Regions from separate parts of the Mus musculus genome. Here region 1 is linked to region 2. A link is a contact called in public HiChIP or PLAC-seq data. All regions are on one chromosome and are shown on one strand. The core of a region is the stretch at or near the end of the contact, and the rest is flanking DNA. Distances in the headings are between cores, read along the strand shown. Region 1 overlaps Lsm14a (LSM14A mRNA processing body assembly factor). Region 2 holds the start of Uba2 (ubiquitin-like modifier activating enzyme 2).

What was found. HiChIP or PLAC-seq counts read pairs in DNA pulled down with a chosen protein or histone mark.
Region 1: a contact with region 2 is called in an H3K4me3 HiChIP or PLAC-seq map of bone marrow-derived macrophages, with 2.5 times the contacts expected there. The contact joins the enhancer-like site here to the promoter of Uba2 in region 2. A contact is called at or near these places in 2 of 39 promoter capture datasets (embryonic stem cells and liver), 18 of 484 Hi-C or Micro-C datasets (Th1 cells, adipose-derived mesenchymal stem cells, bone marrow-derived macrophages and 10 more), 5 of 115 datasets of contacts at active chromatin or transcription factors (bone marrow-derived macrophages, embryonic stem cells, epiblast stem cells and 1 more) and 3 of 9 other capture datasets (adipose tissue, liver and pancreatic islet).

Annotation. Positions count from the first base shown.
Region 1 is chr7:34,346,407-34,351,243 of GRCm38.p6, forward strand. It overlaps Lsm14a (LSM14A mRNA processing body assembly factor), which reads right to left. Exons shown (of 11, transcript NM_025948.3): 10 at 1,520-1,576. The coding sequence ends at 1,553. Among named protein-coding and RNA genes, the nearest start is that of Garre1, 35 kb to the left of the region's middle. Within about 2 kb of position 2,410, at least 58 of the 459 cell types and tissues checked have an H3K27ac peak or open chromatin away from gene starts, as enhancers often do. A contact at or near this core is called in adipose-derived mesenchymal stem cells, bone marrow-derived macrophages and pancreatic cancer cells, where this site is marked.
Region 2 is chr7:34,165,933-34,170,390 of GRCm38.p6, forward strand. It overlaps Uba2 (ubiquitin-like modifier activating enzyme 2), which reads right to left and starts at 2,597. Exons shown (of 17, transcript NM_016682.2): 1 at 2,441-2,597. The coding sequence starts at 2,578.

The DNA.
Region 1 (4,837 bases), core at 1,160-3,659, 180 kb after region 2:
CAGTATTGGACTTGAAATATATTTAAAAAAAAAACAAACTTTAAAATATATTTAGCTTGTTTCGCTTGTATTATCTGTGTGTATGTCTGTTTTCGCAGAGGCCAGGAGAAGGTACTGGGTCCCTGGAGCTGGAGGTACAGGTGGTGTAAGAGATCCGAGCAGCCCAATACGAGTACTGGAACCCACACTTGGGTCTTCTGCAAGAGCAGCAAGCACTCTGAACTGTTAAGCTTTATCTCTACCTCCCCAAAATACTTCCTCCTAAAGGGTTAAGATGTACCTTACTTCGCAAGCCTTAACCTAGCATGCAGGAAGCCCTTGGCTTTATCTCCACCATCATGTAAGTTGTGGTGGCGCATGCCTCTATGGACATGTAGTCAAGAGAAAAATTCAGTCATCCTTTGTTACACAGCAAGCTCTAGGCCATTTTAAGCCATATAAGATCAGGCCTTAAAAAAAAATCTTTGTAAGCTAATAAAAATTAAAAAACAAAACAAAACTCTTAAATTTGAAATAAGTTTGAAAAACAATTTTAACTGGGAAAATTAAACACCATAACCAATAAGAAATACAAACTAGCTCTGAAGGAGGTTCCAGTGAGATCAACCCTAAACTCAAAGTTTACTTTGTAGCCAGGGACTTCTGTTTCCTCTCAGACACGCAGTTACTACATAGTCCATTCATTCCCTTTATCTTTTCAGGTGTGGATAAAAACTACACATGAGTGTTTATGTGTCTACATGTGTAGGAAACATGTTGAAATCTCTTTGTACTTATGCTCTTTAGGGTCTAACCACTATCTGCATACTATCACCCTGCATGGCTGTATTACATCATCTGCAGGTTATAATAACTATCTGCATACTATCACCCTGCATGGCTGTATTACAAGTCATCTGCAGGTTATAATAACTATCTGCATACTATCACCCTGCATGGCTGTATTACGTCATCTGCAGGTTAGATACAGCTTAGCTTGTGGAGCATAAGTGAAGCTCCATGTTCAATCCCTAGCGTCCACAAACAGGTAAGAGGATATGATGGGTTCTATGTAAATACAGTATCTAGGGACTTGAGCATGAATGGATTTTGGGATTTATAGGGATTTTGGAGCCAATCCCCCTCATACACAGAATGATGGCCATACCTATCCCCCCCACCCCCCGCCTCCCCAAGAGACAGGGTTTTTCTGTGTAACTGCCCTGGCTGACCTGGAATTCAGAAATTCTTCTGCCTCTGCCTCCCAACTGTTGGGATTAAAGGTGTGTACAACCACACCCTGTACCACATCTAATTTTTACAGATGTACATCCCAGTTACAGGAGGTCAGCTACTTCCTAGTTGAAAAACTTCCTCTGAGGGTACAATACCAAACTGTGTGTTCTGTTACTTTAAACTGAAACACACATGGCAACGTACAAGCTGGTCTAGAAACAAGTACCAAACTAAAGATAGCCCTCTGTCCCCACCAAACCAACCTTCACACCTCCCAATTTCTTTCTTTCTTTTCTTTTTTTACCTTTCAGAAAGCAGTATGACCAATCCAGACCTTTTAGGGTCCAAAAGCCGTGGTTTTCTGAAAGGTTAAAAAAAAAGATAGGAGAAAGACAGGGAGAGAAAGGGGGTAAGGGAGGGAGAAGAAAATAAAAGGGGAAGGAAAGAGACTGAGTCATTTCAGATTCTTCCCACACCCGCCCAAATTTAAAAACAGAAACAAAAAAACCTCCATATATATCATTTGTCTCTCTGTGTATGCATGCCTGTGGAAGCCAGAGGACTGCCTGGCACTGGAGTTACAGGCAGATATGACATGGGTGTTGGTAACCAAACTGAGTCACCTCCAGTCTCCATTCCAAATTCCTCATTGTCTCAGGATCTCTGACTGAATATAAGACTCAAATGTATTACCCACCACAGTCACTGAAACTACTTAACAGTAGCATATGAGAAAGAAGTTGACTACACTCATATCCCAATCCAGACATCCCCTTTCTTACTGACACTCACACCAGTCAGTGCTCATACACTAAACCAGCTGATCTTAGTAAGGCTGCCCAGAGCAGCAACTTCCACTCCGGGGGTTTAGCAGGACATAATGCTTTAGAAAAGAGTTCAGTGCTCCAGGACAAAGCTTCTCGTTTCACAATGAGAATCACTGTAAATGTCTAAGGGAGTTTAGGTGTGATGGCTAATCCTGATTGTCTGTTTGACAGGATTGAGGCTGGGGGTGAGAATGAATACGGGCTTGGGGTCCTGAACTGAGAAGAGGAAGACCTGAGCAGCAGCACTCAACTGTCTTTACTTCCCAGCTGCTGGTGTCGTGTGAGCAGCCTCCTCAAGCACCCACTGCTGTGCCTTCCCTCCCTGGGTGGGTCGTTCCCTGGAACCCTTCCTGTCATAAACTACTTGTCAGGAATTTCATCTGTGGGCGTCATATAGTTGGCATTCCAAATTAATGGATGTAGTGAGGTGGTCACATATGAATGGTTTACCCAGAACAACCCAGAAAAGGGGCAAGGTCAGTCTAAGGACACAAAGTAGGTGGGACCCAAGAAATATACGGCAGAAGCAATATGTGAGACAAAACAACAAGTAGGCAAACTCACAGAAGAGGGAGTGAAAGTATCTGAGCAAGAAAGCACACATGGGTGACTGTGAGCACACCAGCATACACACAGCAGCTCACACTCACCTTCTCTCTCAAGAATACTGAAGACTGGGGTATAGCTCAGTTGAAAGAGTGCTTGCCTAGCATTCGTGAGACCCTGAGCTCAATCCCTATCACACAAAACTCAGGTATGGTGGCCCACACGTATAACTCCAGCACTTGGGAGGCAGAGGCAAGAAGATCAGAAGTTCATGATCACCTTCAACTACACAGAAATTTGAGGCCAGCCTTGGCTACTGGGATTCTGACTTTGTGTGTAAGATACCTTCTACCAATCCCTAAACATTCTAGGCAGCATTAGGTGGAAGGAAGGAAGCAAGGAAGGAAGGGAGGGAGGAAATTGTAAGTTAGAAAGAGAAAAAACAAACAAACAAACAAACACAACTCTAGATAAGAATATTGTGGGCACTCAAAAACGCACAAGGCTGCAGAGGGTGGCCCCACAGTCAACAGGACTAGACACAATACTAGATTTCTGATGAGGAGAGAGAAACAGATCATGAAACGACATATAGAATGTTTCAGACAAAATCGAAGAGTATTAAAGAAATTAAGGCTAGACAGGGTGTCATACAGCTTTAGTCACAGAGTCTGGGGTCTGTGAGTTTGAGGCCAGCCTGGTCTACATAATGAGTTTCAGGACATCCAGGGCTACACAGGAAGACCCTGTCTCAAAAGGAAAAAGAGAGAAAGGAATGAAGGAAAGACAAACCCCAAGTCAGTGGCTAATCATCAGTGTCAAGTACTCCACTTGAGGAAGAACTACTGAGCTATGCTGGGGTCACTGGTAACTCTAAGACACCAGATAAGCAAGAGCAGTCCATGATGTGAGGAGCTCTGAGCTCTGAAGGGGTCTTGTAATTGTGTGGCTGGGCACAATATCCAAGATATTAAAATCAACATAGCTGGTCCCAAAGCCACGAATACCAACGTCCTTCCACATAGACCCTCAACAATGGCTGGTTTTAAAAACTGGACAACAAAACTCCTATCAGCAAATTTTTGCAACTGTCTTTTGTTATTATCAGTGGCTCTCTGTATAACAGGATTTTGCCCTTTTCTATTTTCTTTCCTTGACAATAAACTAGGACCCTTTAATAAGATAGCTGCAATGCTTCCTTATTAACTGGCCTCTTTCACTGGATAGACTGTACACAAAAACACTGCGTAGAGCCACAGAGTTCTCCCACAGCTGTTGGTGAATGCTAATATACCCGATGGTTCTCGAGAGCACGCCTTACAAAGAAGACAGGAGCCAAGTGAGTTCCCTACAAACCTATATTAAGAGCAGTGACTCAAGAGCCAACCTGCTCGGCTCAGTACTCAGGATCATCCCTCTCTGCTCCTGTGACCTTGGACAGGCTACTTAATATCTCTGTATCTGTTTCTTTGTAAAAGTTAGATAATAATAGAACCCATCTCACAGAGCTGACATGAGGCTTAAATGAGTTAGTGTGAAAACATTCAGCACCATGCCTGTTTCTCACTCACTACTACGGGAACACCAATGCCCTCAGATGTACAGGTTTGCATTGCTTCCTTTGATATTAAAGTGTAAAAATCTAGTAATATGAAATAAAGGCGATACTACAGTCATTTTTTATTATACAGCTTTAGTGGCCCTTAGAACTCACTTTGTAGACCAGGATGGCCTCGAACTCAGAAATCCGCCTGCCTTTGCCTCCCAAGTGCTGGGATTAAAGGTGTGCGCCACCACGCTTGGCATAGCAGATCATCCTTTTTTCTTGTGTGGAGGGAGTGTTTAAGAGATTTTCCTGGTTCATGATATCTAGACTCATGGCTCTAATAAAAAGACAAACCGTCACCTTCCTATTCTTCCTTCCTTTGGCTGAAAGAGCAGTTAGGCTTCAGGCAGCACTCCAGCTACTGCTTAGTCCAATACGATTTAATTACTTAATATATTATTCTTTTTCTTTGAGACAAGTCTCACTATGTGGCTCTGGCTGTCTTGGAATTCAGAGATCCTCCAGTGCTGAGATTAAAGGCATGCATCACCCACACTCAGCTCTTTCCTATTCATTAGCCAAGAAATCACTGTCCTTTAAATTAAAATAAATAATCTAATCATACATGTATATTCTCCAGGAAGTTAAACTAAAAGTTATTCTAATGTTTTAAAAATGATTCTGCGAAAATAGATAAAAGTAA
Region 2 (4,458 bases), core at 1,347-3,846:
AAAAATAAAAAAATAAAATAAAATAAAATTTTCTGGGTGGGCAAGGTGGTGCAATCAGTTACCTGTTAGCTGAAGGTCAGCCTGGTCTCCATAATGAGTTCCAGACCAACCAGGGCTACAAACAGAGACTCTGCCTCAAAATTCAGTAAATAAGTAGTTTTCTAGGCCAAGGAGATTGAAGGCAGTAAAGTGGCTGCCCTGGGGCTGGAGACATGGCTCAGCAGTTACTAGCACTGGCTGCTCTTCCAGAGGTCCTGAGTTCAATTCCCAGCAACCACATGGTGGCTCACAACCATCCATAATTGGGTCTGATGCCCTCTTCTGGCGTGTCTGAAGACAGCTAAAGTGTACTCACTGTACTCACATATATTAAATAAATAAATCTTAAAAAAAAAAAAAGCGGCTGCACTGCCAGCTACAAGGAGCAGAGTTTGATACTTCAAAAGCCACGTTAAAACAAGCTGGGCACAGTGGCAAGCCTTTGCAATTCCAGAGCCAGGGCAGTGGGGCTAGGAGGAATTCCTGGACTCACTAGCCAGTTAGCCTAGTACATCTGCAGAGTTCCAGGGTAGAAAGAGACCCTGCCTCAGTAACTGCTCGACAATGCCCAGGGAGAACGAACCTTGAAGTTGTCCTCTGGCCTCCACACACAAAAAACACCCATCTGTCTGATAATTTCTGATTTCCCGTGCCATGTCATTTCTCATTAAGCAATATGGAGCATGTTAGTTACTTTCATTCTTTCTTTTTTTTTGAGATGGTTTCTCTGTGTAACAGCCTCAGATCCCCTGGAACTCTCTTTGTAGACCAGGCTGGCCTGGAACATACAGAATACAGAGGTCAGTCTGCCTCTGCCTCCTAGTGCTGGAATTAAAGATGTAAGCCACCACACTCACGTTAATTCCTTATCTACACATTCACTCAGGATTACTTGAGGGCTGTTGAAGAAAATGCCCTATGTATGGTAAAATAAATAAGTAAAGTAAAATCTAGTCTAGGAGCCGTCGTAGATGGCTAAACAGTTAAGAGTGCTGGCTGCTCTTGCATAGGACCAGGGGTTCAATTTTCAGGCTCAACATGGTGAGTCACAGCCATTGCTAACACCAGCTCCAGGGATCCAACGCCCCCTTCTGGCCTCTGGGGGCACCAGGCACAGACACAATGCAGGCAAATGGCCCATACACGTAAAATAAAGGAAAAAGTTTAAAGTAAAATTAAATTTTAATCTAATTGCTACTTTAAAGGGGAAAAGAATTAACATCATTTACATTCTATTTCAACAAACTTACATAAGCAACAAAATGTTCTCATCATCAAACATTCTAAAGTTTAGAGTAGTATGGGAAAATTATGGAACATAATCATTGAAATATTCATTTGTACTTCAAAGTTCACTATAAAAATTTAACCAAAGAAAATTAAAACAGAGAACAAGCATTTACTTTTTCAATTCACTCCTGTCTATTGAAAAATCTACTCTTAAAATAGCATCAAGCGTCACTAGCATATTATGGATTATACTATTTTCTATGGACCAAAACTGGGTGTGAAGCCTGACCAATGAAGAATGTTTCCCTCCAATTCTGCCTCAGCTGAAACCCTGACACCTGCAATTTCATCCCGTGTTTCTGTTAAACCTTAAGGCATCTTCAATTCACATCCAAGGTTCATATAATATCTCCAACACATTCACAAATTACAGGGGTTTCCTGTCATTGCACATTACGCTAACGCAAAACTTAAGAATCCTGACAACCAAAAAAAAAAATTTTTTTTTAATTTCTTGGGTAAGATGTTGCTACGTAGCCCAAGCGGACCTCAAACTTCCAGTTCTACAGTCTCTCGATGCACGGATTACAGTCTGTCACCCAATCCTGCAAACCCCAGGGAGTATCTATAATGACATAAACACGGATCTGCACGATGCCCAGACCAGAGGAGCGCGAGCCCCAAGGAGTCTAACCAGCCACTTACGGCGTGCCCCCAGGGTAAGTTACTCAACCTCATAGCGTCTCACTTTCCTCATCTGTTAAAAATAAAACGGGATGCAGACAGCACTTGCAACCTGAGGGCCGGTGGCAGACTCGGGAATGAATGCACGTGTGCACGCCCGGCGTGCTGTGGCTGGTGGCTGCAAACCGCTCGGCCGCGGGATCGTTATTTTAAGTTGGAGAATATTTGAATTAAAGTCACAGCATCTACAGGGTCTCTTCTTGCATCCCAGTGTAACTGGGGAAACTGCCTCGGGAGGCGGCGCGCGCAGGCCCAGGGAGCCGAGGGCCGCGAACAGGAGGTCCGGAGAGCCGGAGTCCCGCGTCCCACCAACCCGCTTCCCGCACGGTGATCCTAACCCCAGGCCTCTCGGGCCGCGCCGCCCTGACTCCCGCCCGGAACCGGGCCCCGCAGGCAGACCGCCATTCACCCGGAGCCCGGGCCTCACCAGGTCGATGTGGGAGAAGCCAGTGAGCACCAGGTTCTTGAGCAGCTCACAGCCGATCCCACCCGCGCCAACCACCAGCACCCGGCCGCCGGACACCGCCTCGGCCAGCTCCCGGGGCAACCCCCGCGACAGTGCCATGGCGGGACGTCTACGAGCCGCCTCACAGTCGGAGGCGGGAGAACCAGAGCGGCAGCCGGAAGTCGGTGGGGGAAGGGCAGCGCAGCTTCCGCTCCTGCGCAGTGCGGCCGCCATCCCGCCCCGGGATGGGCTCAGGCGACACCCTGAGTCCTGGGATTACTTCTCACACAATTCCAGAGGAACACAAACCAGCTCTCAGCCTGAGATGCCTAGGGTCACCTTCTAAAGACCTCGGTTTGAATTCCCAACAAAAGCTCTTTATTTAAAGGTTAAAAAAGCTATGACCCGGCCGGGAAGTGGTGGCACACGAGGAGGATTTCTGAGTTCGAGGCCAGCATGGTCTACAGAGTGAGTTCCAGGACAGCCAGGGCTACACAGAGAAGAAACCCTGTCTCGAAAAAACAAAAGAAAGAAAGAAAAAAAAGCAGGAAACACATATTAAACGACATACAACATAGCCACATTTATCAATATACTCCATGAGCTGGACCGATGGCCCAGAGGTTAAGCGCACATACTGCTACTGCAGAGGACCTGAGTTCAGCTGTCAGCATTCATATTAGGCAGCTCAACACTACCTGTAACTCCACCTACTAGGGATCTAACACACTCTTCTGGCCTCAGCAGGAAAACAGACACACATACTGCTTACATCCTCACAAATACATTCTCATACACATAACAAAAAATAACAATAAACCTTACAACTATATTCCAATATTAAAATTTTCAGCAATGCAAAAACTGCTATTATTTTTGCACCCACCAAATTGATGAAATATACTGTGGCTTTTGTCAACCACTCATGACTGCTAACGCTCTTGCTTCTGTTGACCATTGTTTGTCAATCATTCATGGCTGGTAACACTCTGAGGATAAGCCATGGAGCTAGAATGCCTCAGATGGAAATCAGGTCACAGAAACACTAATTTTCCTCTACTTTTCTGTCTTGGAACTGACTGTAAAGAAGTTCTCTGATTCACGCTGACTCCGGTACAGTCAGCATCAGTTATGAGACTGTTTCCTGTGTGTCTGCCACATGTACACACACTACATGTGGAGGCTAGTGTGCCCTTCCCCCCAGCCTTGAGCTGGCTGAATCAGACCGGTTTCTGCCACAGTAGGCTAGCCCACCCAGGGTGGAGTCTTCTGACCTAGGTGAAGTCTTTTGTCTGCCACATCTGCAGCTTCCTGCAAGAAGCTACCTGCAGAACAGCTGAGCTTGCTTTCCTGAGGTGATCCTGACAAAGTGGGGGATGGGTCTCCCCCCTTTAAATTTAAGACTATATTGAGCCTTGTTCAGAGAACTTTGCCTTGGCTTGTTATTTCTCTAGTCATCCTTCCCATCCATCCCCAGCTTTCCTTTCAGGAACCCAGTAACCCATGGCCACTGGCAGCTGCAGGCTAGAGGAGAATTCTGGGTATCATACTCTATCACTTTCCACCTAGGGTTTTGTTTGTTTGTTTGTTTTCATCGAGACAGGGTTTCTCTGTATAGTCCTGGCTGTCCTGGAACTCACTTTGTAGACCAGGCTGGCCTCAAACTCAGAAATCCGCCTGTCTCTGCCTCCCAAGTGCTGGGATTAAAGGCATGCACCACCACCGCCCAACAGTTTTGTTTTGTTTTGTTTTGTTTTAAGATTTATTTATTTACTTTATGTATGTGTATATACTGTAGCTGTACAGATAATTGTGAGCCTTCAACTGGTTTTGGGGAATTGAATTTAGGACCTCTGCTCACTCTTGTCAGCCCTGCTCGCTCCATCCCTGCTTGCTCCAGCCCAGAAATTTATTTATTATTATAAATAAGTACACTGTAGCTGTCTTCAGACACACCAGGAGATGGCATCAGATCTCATTACAGGTGGTTGTGAGCCGCC